Regions from separate parts of the Sus scrofa genome. Here all the other regions are linked to region 1. Evidence: chromatin contacts called from public HiChIP or PLAC-seq and promoter capture Hi-C data. All regions are on one chromosome and are shown on one strand. The core of a region is the stretch at or near the end of the contact, and the rest is flanking DNA. Distances in the headings are between cores, read along the strand shown. Region 1 holds the start of SYNJ2BP (synaptojanin 2 binding protein). Region 2 holds the start of SUSD6 (sushi domain-containing protein 6). Region 3 holds the start of SRSF5 (serine/arginine-rich splicing factor 5).

The links. Promoter capture Hi-C pulls out the DNA fragments that hold promoters and counts their contacts. HiChIP or PLAC-seq counts read pairs in DNA pulled down with a chosen protein or histone mark.
Region 2: a contact with region 1 is called in a promoter capture Hi-C map of liver, with 2.6 times the contacts expected there. The contact joins the promoter of SUSD6 here to the promoter of SYNJ2BP in region 1. A contact is called at or near these places in 1 of 5 promoter capture datasets (liver) and 1 of 47 Hi-C or Micro-C datasets (embryonic fibroblasts).
Region 3: an H3K27ac HiChIP or PLAC-seq map of skeletal muscle shows a contact between it and region 1, with 3 times the contacts expected there. The contact joins the promoter of SRSF5 here to the promoter of SYNJ2BP in region 1. A contact is called at or near these places in 2 of 2 datasets of contacts at active chromatin or transcription factors (alveolar macrophages and skeletal muscle).

The regions. Positions count from the first base shown.
Region 1 is chr7:93,972,661-93,976,148 of Sscrofa11.1, reverse strand. SYNJ2BP (synaptojanin 2 binding protein) reads left to right here and starts at 1,813. Exons shown (of 4, transcript NM_001244991.1): 1 at 1,813-1,990. The coding sequence starts at 1,927.
Region 2 is chr7:93,251,995-93,255,482 of Sscrofa11.1, reverse strand. SUSD6 (sushi domain-containing protein 6) reads right to left here and starts at 1,771. Exons shown (of 6, transcript XM_001926947.5): 1 at 1,477-1,771.
Region 3 is chr7:93,391,770-93,395,257 of Sscrofa11.1, reverse strand. SRSF5 (serine/arginine-rich splicing factor 5) reads right to left here and starts at 1,879. Exons shown (of 8, transcript XM_001927419.6): 1 at 1,597-1,879; 2 at 684-828; 3 at 124-194. The coding sequence starts at 809. It overlaps LOC106504507 (a long non-coding RNA gene), which reads left to right and starts at 1,982. Exons shown (of 4, transcript XR_001298042.2): 1 at 1,982-2,100.

The DNA of each region.
Region 1 (3,488 bases), core at 564-3,063:
TACTGAATCAAAAGCTCCTACTCTAGAAATGATTACTGCCCTGCCATTATTTTAATTGGTGAGTCTAAGCATCTTTTCATATGATCTTTTTCTATATTTTTCTCATTTGTAACTGTTCATAGAAAACCTTTTTATGACTGAAAAATGTCCTTGTATTATTATCAAACCAAAAACCAAGCAAACAAAAAAGTCATAAAGTACTAGGTATTAGAATTCAACTTTTTTCTAAAAGAAATGCAGAGATATACATACAGATATTAACACACAGACACACTTCTATTTGAACCAGAACTTTAAGCTAAACATTTAAAACTCCGATCTCGGAGTTCCTGTTGTGGCTCAGCAGGTTATGAACCCAACTAGTATCCATGAAGATGCAGGTTCGATCCCTGGCCTCACTCAGTGGGTTGAGGATCTGGCATTGCCAAGAGTTGTGGTGAGTTGTGGTGAGTTGTGGTGTAGGTTGCATATGTGATCATTTTATTCACTCATTCAACCAATAAATGTTGAAGAGGGCTGGAAGTTGAGGGTGGTATTTATCTGAGTTTGAAGTTGTGAAGTTGTCTTTAAAAATTTCATCTCATTTACTCTTTTAAGCAAATATTAAGGATCTATAATCATGCCCTTTTTAAGGTGGGGAAACATGGTTGGGAGGTGTTAGGTTACCTGACCAAACCCAGACAACTAGAAGAAAATGGACCTGAAGCTTCAGATTAGCTCTTCTGACATCACCTCCTGTGTTCTTTCTACTATTCCATATTCACTTCTCTTAGGATTAGCAAATACGAATTAGCAAAATTCTTAATGAATCTGTCTCTTTCTTTGTTTTGTTTTTGTTTGTAAACATAGTAGCTTCTGGTTTGAGGAACAACCTGGAGTTAGACCATAGGGATTGGTGGAAGCCTGAAACGTGTAGTTCCAATTAACGCAAATTCAGATTAAATAGTCAACAGAAGCTACCGTGTTTACTAGTCCTATTCTAGGGACTTAAATTTTTTTTTCTACCAAAAGAAAGAGACTTTTATCCCTCTCTTTCCCAGAGGGTTTTCTTGAGCAGGCATGTAATTACAAAATCCTTCCCCTGTCCCTTCTGTATGTACATAAAATGTATAAAAAGTGAAACAAGCCTCTCGCCAGGAACAGCTCAGGAAAGTTTTTCTTAAGGTCCTAGGAGCCAGCTCTTTGAAATATAATAACCAAGAAAGAGAGTCCCCTATCTGCTCTGAACAGAGGAATTAGCCTAGGCTCCTTGCTCTAAGCTCTAAGTACCTGCTTGACATAGAAATAGAGAAGTTTTCTTTTCCCTTGGATAATGGCAATTAATGAACACAAACGGCCTCTTCAAGGATGACCTACCAAAGAATGTACGGCAAACAGTGTTAAGTCCTCTTAAATGAGAACATATGTATAATGAATGGTACCTTCATGTCTGTATAAAAGGGTGAATTTCTGTCTTAAAAATCGCATTAGCAGATTGCCTGTGACGCCTATCGCAGTCCGGTTCAAAGCTTACTAACAACAAGAACTCCTTACTGCCTCTTAACCGTGGAGATTTTCTGAGACGGCAGGAGAACTTAGTTTTCATTTTTCCTTGACAATATCAATTTATTTATTATGTCTCTTACCTTTACTATCCCTCCCCGCCCCCTACTCCGCCCCCAAGAGTAAATCAGGCTAGAAACGTGCCCCTTGCTCATCCTGCAGGTTGCACCTGGCGAAGGAAGGCGCCACAGCGGCCGTCAGAACCACGACTCCCAGCATTCCTGGCGCTCACCGCTCTCGAGACTTCCTCTTCCGGCCCCAGGGCTGCTGAAACTGAAAGTGCTGGGCTTCTGGCGCTAGACGCCAGGCCCCCCGGCGGATTTTCATCTCCCCCGTCACGAGCTGTTGCTGCTTCAAGTTGGGAAGCCAGACAAACAGTAAAATATGAACGGAAGAGTGGATTATTTGGTTACTGAGGAAGAAATCAGTCTCACCAGAGGACCCTCAGGTATGTGCAGAAGTGGTCATCGCCGAGAGTCGGGTACTTGGGGCTGTAATTGCAGAGCGGACACCTCTTCTGCAGAGCCAGATTTCTTTTGGCCTCAGAGAAGGCAGGCCCCAACCTGGTGGTTGCATGCAGTGTTTGCGGGCTCATAGAAGAATATATTGGCATCCAGCGTTAGCATGAGACGGATCTGAGGAATCCACCTCGTTTTTCAGTCGGATTACCGCATGTATTTATAGTCAGGAGGGGTTTCTTTCTGCTACGGGAAAATCCTGCTTTCTAGACCGTGGCCGTGAACTCCACACCCCTCCTTCCATTGCCTACTCTATCACCGTTTCCGTGAAAGACTGTTTAGTAAAAATGGGAGCATAAACGGTGTGGACTGTAAATACATAGCCGTTTTCTTGCTGATAGTATCCCTCCCTCCCTCCTCCTTTCATTTTTTTTGGGAAATTCATTTAGAGGACCACCCGGAATCCTAAAGCAGAAAGAGACTTAGAGGTCTACTCGGGAAGTTCCCAAACCTGGTTTCGTCTCAAAGTTATGTAAGATTTTTTTGGGTTTTCTTTAAAAAATAAAAGGGCAATTCCTAGAACCCATTTCTGTTAATTTGGATTCAATGCAGGTGTTTCTTTGGGCTTTTTCGTCCCTCTTTCCTCCTTCCCTCCCTCCCTCTTTCCCTTCTTCCTTTCATCCTACCTTGCTTCTTTTCTTCACAAGCACATCAACTGATTCTGATACTACCAAATCCTCACTGACCCCTACAGTCCTCTTACCTCCTGATGCCCTTCATTTCACTAGGCTCTTCACGTTACTCCCTGCTATCTGCCTTGGCTTTTGTTGCCTTTCCTTTACAGCTGTCTAGTGTATCGATTAAGAGAGCTTTAGCTTTGGCTTAAACAGGTCCAAATCTGGAATCTAACCTCTTACTAGTTCTTTGATATTTATTGGCTGACGAACTTTATTACTGATGTAAGTCTTAATTTCTCATCAGTAAAATGTGCATGATAATAGAATACACTTACTAGGGTTATGAGAATGAAATCTAACTATGTAAGATCTTTAGAACGTTGTGTGGTAAGCACTGTGTGTTTGCTGCTGTTGTTAATAGACAAATGATTAGTAAATTCTCCTAAATACTGTCATTTCAAGAGTCTCCAAGTCATCAAGTATCATAGGCTCTCTCTGAAATGTTTTGCATACGCCTTTCAATCCTGTTTCCATCACCACTAGACCAGTCCATCTTTCCTCATCAGGTATTTTGATATAGCTTGGTCCACCACTCATAGATTATTCTTCATAAAATGTGGCTTTCAGAATCATCCATGCTGTCTTTTTTCTTGTTATGAAAAATTGGAAATTGATTTTACTTATAAGACTGTAGTTCTTTGCTAATCTGCATGGTTAAATGCCGAAAAGATTCCATACGAGCTCCTAAACTTTTGTTAAAGGCTCATTCAGTATGACCAAGTGTCTTAATACACTTTTTCTATTTCATATG
Region 2 (3,488 bases), core at 522-3,021, 720 kb after region 1:
GAAAGCAGAAACTGGCACAACACTGTAAGTCAACTATAATTTAAAAAATTTTTTAAATTAAAAAAGAACTTATTCATAAAACAGAAACCAACTCTTAGATTTCAAAAGAACCGATGAGCTAGGACCAGCCTCCCCTCCAACTCACAGATTTCAAAATCAAACTTACGGTCACAAAGGGGAAACCATGGCGGGGGAGGATAAATTAGGAGGATGGGGTTAACACATACACACTACTGTATATAAAATAGATAACCAAGGACCTACTGTATAGTGCAGGGAAATCTACTCAACATTCTGTAATAACCTATACGGAAAAAAAAATGGATACACATTTATGTATAAGTGATTCACTTTGCTGTACACCTGAAACTAATACAAATTTTAAGTCAACTATATTACAATAAAATTTGAGGAAAACAAGAGAAATGAAAAGGGACAAAAGGCACACTCACCACCTCAGCAGACCTAGAAAGGCAGTGAAGACCTACAGTTTAATTGAACTGGGTAGTTTTACTGGACCTCTCTACAGAGCACACACAAGCACAGTTAGCAGGAGCAAAAGAACCCAGGAAGCTGTCTGCCACCGAGGGGGCATTCTATGGGAACAGCAGCATCAGGCCTCTTTGCCAAGCTGTGAACTTCCCTGGAACCAGCCAAAGAGTTGTTTCTGATGCCTCTATTCTCCCAGGTCTTAGAGTCCCCAAAACCACTTCCCCTTCCTGATCTCCTTACAGATAATTGTTCCCAATTCTGCAGCCCCACAGTCACAACCCCGTGGGAAGGTCAGACCTAAACCAGTATTTGGAGTCCCTAAAAGCCAGAAGTAAAATAGAAAGTCTACATACACAAACAGGAAGTGGTTTCGGTGTCTGTCAGCCCGGATAATAAGAAAAGTTTTTGAGATTAAAGACCAGAACAGGCACAGGGGCTCCAAAAAGCTCCGGGGCTTCCATACCCGGGCTCCAAGGTATCCTCGGTCCACCGTCGCTAAGCCGACCCTACCCGGAGCAGGACCCAAAGCTTTAGTTGGTCTGAGTGCAAAACAGTAACACTAATAGTAACAGCAAGACAGCCTCTGCCTATTTATCTACACTCCAGCGATCTGCAAAGCGTAGTCTCCGTCCTGAACTACCGACCATAGCAGGACCCCAGGAGCCGAGACCCCCGCCACCAAGTTCCCGGCCGCAAACCGGCCGCCCAGTCCTTCTCCAAGCCCGGCACAGCTCACCCCGCTGCCCTCTCAGTCCCGCGCCAGGCCGGCCCACGCCGGCACAGGCAGGGCTCGCCGCCGGGCGTCGAGGTGACAGCGAGGCCGGCGCGGGGAGTGCGGAGAGCAGCGGACGTTGGGTGGCCGGCCCCAGCTCCCCAGCATCCCTCCCGGGCGGTGCGCGCTGGCCCTGCGCCCCTGACAGCCAGCCAGCGGTCCAGTGACACAATGCCGGCCCCCGCCGCCCCTCGGCCGCGGTGACAACTCACCCGGGGAACGGCGTGGCGACCTCCGGGATGGGGGCGCTCGCACCTTCCACCGCGCAAGGATCAGCTCCGCTGCCTGCGCGCACCCGCAGCCCTCTAGGGTCTGGGCGAGACCCCGCGTACCCTGGTCTGGCTGGCGCCGGGCGGCGCTGCAAAACGAGGAAGCGGGAGTCGGGAAACAGGCTGTCGCCGGCTTAGGAGAATGGAACGCGGCGGCGGCAGCGGCGGCGGCGGCAGCAGTTTCCGCGTCACTGGCCCAGCTGTACCGCGCGGGCGGGGGAGGCCCGTGGAGGGGGAGGGGAAGGGGCGGGCAATGGGCGGGGCCAGGCGCGCACGCAACAAGCGCCGGCGTCGCGCCGCCGCGACCGCCCGGCTGGGAGGATCGGCCGGTCGATGGCTGCCAGCACGCACGCGCCGCCCGCCGGCCCGCACGCCCCGAGGCGGGTGAGACGGGGAGTGGGGCGGGCTCGTCTTAAAGGGACAGTGTCGCGCCGACTTCGCTCTTGTGGACCAGTTGATGGTACAGACTCAGACTGCGGTGCCTTTGCGGTGCGCTCTCCATCTCTTTTACAATTAGTAGTAGTATCGTTATTTGGATTTTTAGGATATTATTTGTATTATTGGATTACTATTATTTGCAAAAATTGGTTTGCTTTCCCTTTGACAAGGCTTTCATTCATGCTGCCTTCTTAGCTCCTGAATCGCTCTCCAGGCCTGTCGCTAGGGCAGGTCGTTATCTTCCTATTAAGCAGTACTTCTCAAACTGTGGTGCAACTGCCTACCTCAAACTGCCCCTAAGTTGGGGGTGTAAAAATGCAGATTCGCGGTCCCACATCCAGCCATTCTGATTCAAAAAACTACGATTGGACTCTGGAATCTTTATTTTAACAAGCATTCCTAAGTGATTCCTCAGCGTACTAAAAAGCACGCAACAGATCTCAAGGTTCAGAAAACCGAAGTTCAGAGTGAAGACTGGCAGAGTTGGAGCTAGAACCCGCCACATTCCTAATTTTATTTCCCATTCTGAGCCTTGTCTCCTGGGGCAATTTTCCAACATTATACTATGCCAACCGTTGTGTACTTTATAGAAACAGCATCTATTGGTGATCCCACTGGGGGCCTAGGAGATAAATCCTCTGGAAGTATTTACAGGACTTGTGACCCCTTGATGACAATGGTTATGACTTTTTATTTTTTGCTCCAGGCCCTTGAACAGTGCCTGGTCTCGGAGGTGCTCAATGAATGTGGAAACTTTCCTACTTGAGAATCAGTACCAGAGACTTCAGCCTATGCTGCAGCTTGGGTCTCAGATGCCCATTGGAGGAGGACACACCCTCTCTGGGCCTCTCACCTAGCCTAGTTCTAGTAGGTTCTCTAGAAAAGTGCTGTGAATGATCAGGTCTCATTTTCAAAAAAGTGCAAAAACAAAGCAAGCAGAGTGCAGCCCCCACCCCATCATGCCCACATACGCATCCTCCAGAGAACACTTCCAACCTGGGCCCCACAAACCTACGGCTGTTGCTTCCTTTTCTATAAGCCTGTCCTTGCTCTGCCTCCTTTCCTCCTTGAGTTCTGTTAAGAAGAAAACCCACAGGCCCAAAATGGTGTCACTTGTGCTAAAGCCCATGATACCAAACCTAGATTTAATACCTAACCTAATTGCAGTTTCAGCCTTCACCATAAATGTAATCTTAACCAGTTTCGAATTCTCTGGCCAGCACCAATGAGATGCTGTCACATAGTAATCTGTCACATGGACCCTCACCATTCCCCAGAGGAAGAAGAGGCAATCTGCATGATAAAACCCTTGCCAGTTTTCTCCCTCCAAAAAAGATGTTAGGGCATAAAAAAATAATTTTTATTTTCTTTTACTAATAGCTCCCTTGCCCTATTCTTCCTATAAAACCCTTCCATTTTGTACAACCCCTCTGAGTGCCCTTCTAGTTGCTAGACAGAAGGTCTCTGATTTCTGAATCATTGAATAAAACCAATTAGATCTTCAGATTTACTTGGTT
Region 3 (3,488 bases), core at 630-3,129, 580 kb after region 1:
GAAAAATTCTTCATTATCCACTTATGCTAACTAAGAAATCTATTTAGAAAAACATCCCAGCTGACCTGGCCACTCTATCTTTACAATGCTAACTAGTTATAAAACAAAAACAAAGATCCTCACCTTTCACTGCAGAGTTCTTTTCCATCAAGTTCATATACAGCATCATCTGCATCCCTGGGATCCTCAAATTCCTCAAATTCAAACGTGAAAAAAATATGTTTAACATGGCTTTAAAAAGTGTATTCTACAACACATCAAAAGCACTAAATACCTGTGAAAGAATAGGAAAGGGAGTATCTTAATGACAATACCATATTGATAAGCCTAATCAAGAAGCAACCAGTAGGTCCCTGTCAGCCTAGTGGTTAAGATCCCACAATGTCACTGCTGTGGTGTGCGTTTGAGCCCTGGCCCAGGAACTTCCACAGGCCACAAGCGCAGCCAACTACTCCCCCCCACAAAAAACCCACAAAAGTGTAATAATAAATATATTTTAAAAAGGAAGCACCAGGGGTGGTTTCCCTCCAGCCAGCAATGAGCTTCTTTTATCCCTTAAGACAACTCACTGCCTTAAGGATGCACATTTCCCCTAAAGACACTCTACTTAATAAGATCAAAAGCACCGCTTATCACAAACTCTACTCACTTAACAGATAATTCAACCACTTCTAAATACTTACCACAAAACCAAAGCCTCTTTTCAGATCAATATCTCTTATTCGTCCATACCCCTTGAAGAACCTTTCCACGTCTTTCTCCCTGGCCGCTGGATTTAGCCTCCCGATGAATACTCGACAGCCACTCATGATGTGCGGCTAGTACTTCCTGCCAGAAAATAATCCAATGAAGATAATACCAGTGAATGTCGGAAGAATGCCTCGCCGAGGGATCAAAAACATAAACGGCAGAAAATAAAATGTTTACCCGGTGATGTTATAAACAAGATTGCCAAGAGTGCCTCTTATTAGGCCAGGTCCCTTGCAGACAAAATTAAAACTCGGCTCCCAACACGATCCTTCCCTGGGCCCAGACCGCAGCAACCGCAACGCCCACTGCCGCCTCCGGAACTGCGCAGCCGCACACTCTCCCTGGCTCTTCTGGCCCCCTCCCATCTGCCGCAGTTAGGAAAGGCCGAGAAGTGCGGGCGGAGCCGACCCCGCCCTCCGCAAGGCCAGCCCAATGACGACGGGCCGCGCGCGTCGCCGCCTCCCGGGAGCGTCACAGCGGGTGGAAGCCGGATCTCGCGACGCCACCGCCGCGCCTGCGCAGACGGCGGCGGGCGGCCGCGAAACAGCCTCAAAATGGCCGCCTCGGAGCCAGCGGTGGGGAGCCGCGCGTGCCAAGCTCCCTGGTCCCTCCCCTGCCCCGAACCCACTGTGCCGGGGTCATTGTACCCGCCCTCGGACAGCCCCGGCCACACCCCGAACAAAGGTATCGGCCCACTCCTCGCGGGGTTCGGGCAGTGAAATAAGGAGGCAGGGAGGGGCACACGACCCCTCCGTGTAAAAACCACCATAACCAGGACCACGACCGCCCTTCCCCCGTCAGGTCCCCTCAAACAATACCCAAAGGGAGACGTGCCCCAGCGCCCACCTCGAGTAAACTGCGCTCAGTGGACGCCGTCCTCCGCACAGAGAGCAGCCCTGACCACTCGCGATCTGAGCGGCCATGAAGAAGCCTCGATCCGAGAAGGCTTTCCCTCAAAGTGAGCCACTCACCTACCGGACAGGATCTTTGGCAGCTGAGACCCAAAGAGGTCCGTAGTCTGCGACGGAGCCGTCTGCCTCCCCGCAGACCAGGACTTAACTCGCCTACGTATCTCCACAACTGACGCACTTAGATGCTCCGGCGCTCCACAAAATGGAGGGCGCGTCTTGCGTCACTTCCGGGACCGCCCCTGGAGCCGCCCCTTGGGGGCCCAGGCCCGAGGAGGGCGGGAGCACCGCTCACTCGTGGTGGGCGTGGCCGAGGGGCGGGAACTGGGGTGGGCGTGGCTCCCAGACGCTCAGGTCTGGAAGGGTCCTCCTCAAAGACTTTCGCAGCGTTTGGACTGTGACGTTCGCTTCATCATTATCTCATAAAAATACCCTAAGACTGGTGAGTAAAAAAAAAATTATCTGAAGCTTTAAAAAATATCCTGAAGAGTACTGGGCGAAAGTAACTCAGACTTTGCAAAAATATCTGACCATCTCTGACCCTTTACCATTTGCAAATTACGGTTGCACTTTGGAGGGCGCTCCTTGATGCTGAAGAGCATATTTTAACCATACCATGGACGTGTGGCTGAGTTATAGGTAGAAGACTAAGTGCAGTATTGTTTAAATGGAAAGTTTAGGGGTCATGAAATACTGAACTTGAGACTGCGGCTATTGGGCCATCTAGAATTGAGGCCAGAAGAGTTCCCTTTGTGGCTCAGCAGGTTACAGGCAGGCCTTGTATCCATGAGGATGCAGGTTCCCTCCCTGGCCTTGCTCACTGGGTTAAGGATTCAGCGTTGCCACAAGCTGTGGCATAGGTCTTGGATGCGGATCTAATCTGGCATTGCCCTGGCTGTGATGTAAGCTGGCAGCTGCAGTTCTGATTTGACCTATAGCCTGGGGACTTCTGTCTGCCACAGGAGCAACTATGAAAAAAAAAAGTAGAATTGAGGCCAGAATGCAGGCCTCTGTATTTCTACTACTCTAGGACTGTGCTGGCTAGATGGTGTTTCCAGCTACTTTTAAATCCAAATGGTATTTGGTTAACTCTCTCTTCAGGTTTCTGTACTGTAACACAAAGTCTACCATTCTTCAGAAACATGATATATTGTGTTTTCAAAGTGAGTGTGAAACAGCCAGTCACATCTTTAACTCTGCGTTTTCCTAGTAAAGTCAGCAGGCTTAGGAATTCAGACATAAAGAGAGTTTTGATGAAAAAGTTACTTTAACTCCCTTTTTTTTTTTTAATTTTTTTGTCTTTACAGGGCCGCACCCTCGGCATATGGAGATTCCCAGGCTAGGGGTCCAATCAGAGCCGTAGTCACCGGCCTACACCAGAGCCACAGCAACTCGGGATCCGAGCCGTGTCTGCAGCCTACACCACAGCTCACGGCAATGCCGGATCATCAACCCACTGAGCAAGGCCAGGAATCGAACCCGCAACCTCATGGTTCCTAGTCGGATTCGTTAACGACTGCACCACGATGGGAACTCCTTTAGCTGCTATTCTGAAAAACATAGGCATTTTATAATGCACAAATTGTCCCAAACCAATACTTATTTAATTGCATTTGTTTGCTTTCTGCATAATTAAAAAAAAAATCAATCTTCCAATTGTTTTCTACATTCTTTGTTGGATATAGAAGCAACGTCTTGTGATTTCAGTTACTAAACATTATTTTTGCTGCAATAAGAGAAAGTTATCTGCAAAATATTTTCTGGGGTGAAAAAACAAGAATGCTGGTGCTGCACACCATAAAAGTGTTGCTGCTTTCTAAGGTGTTGTGG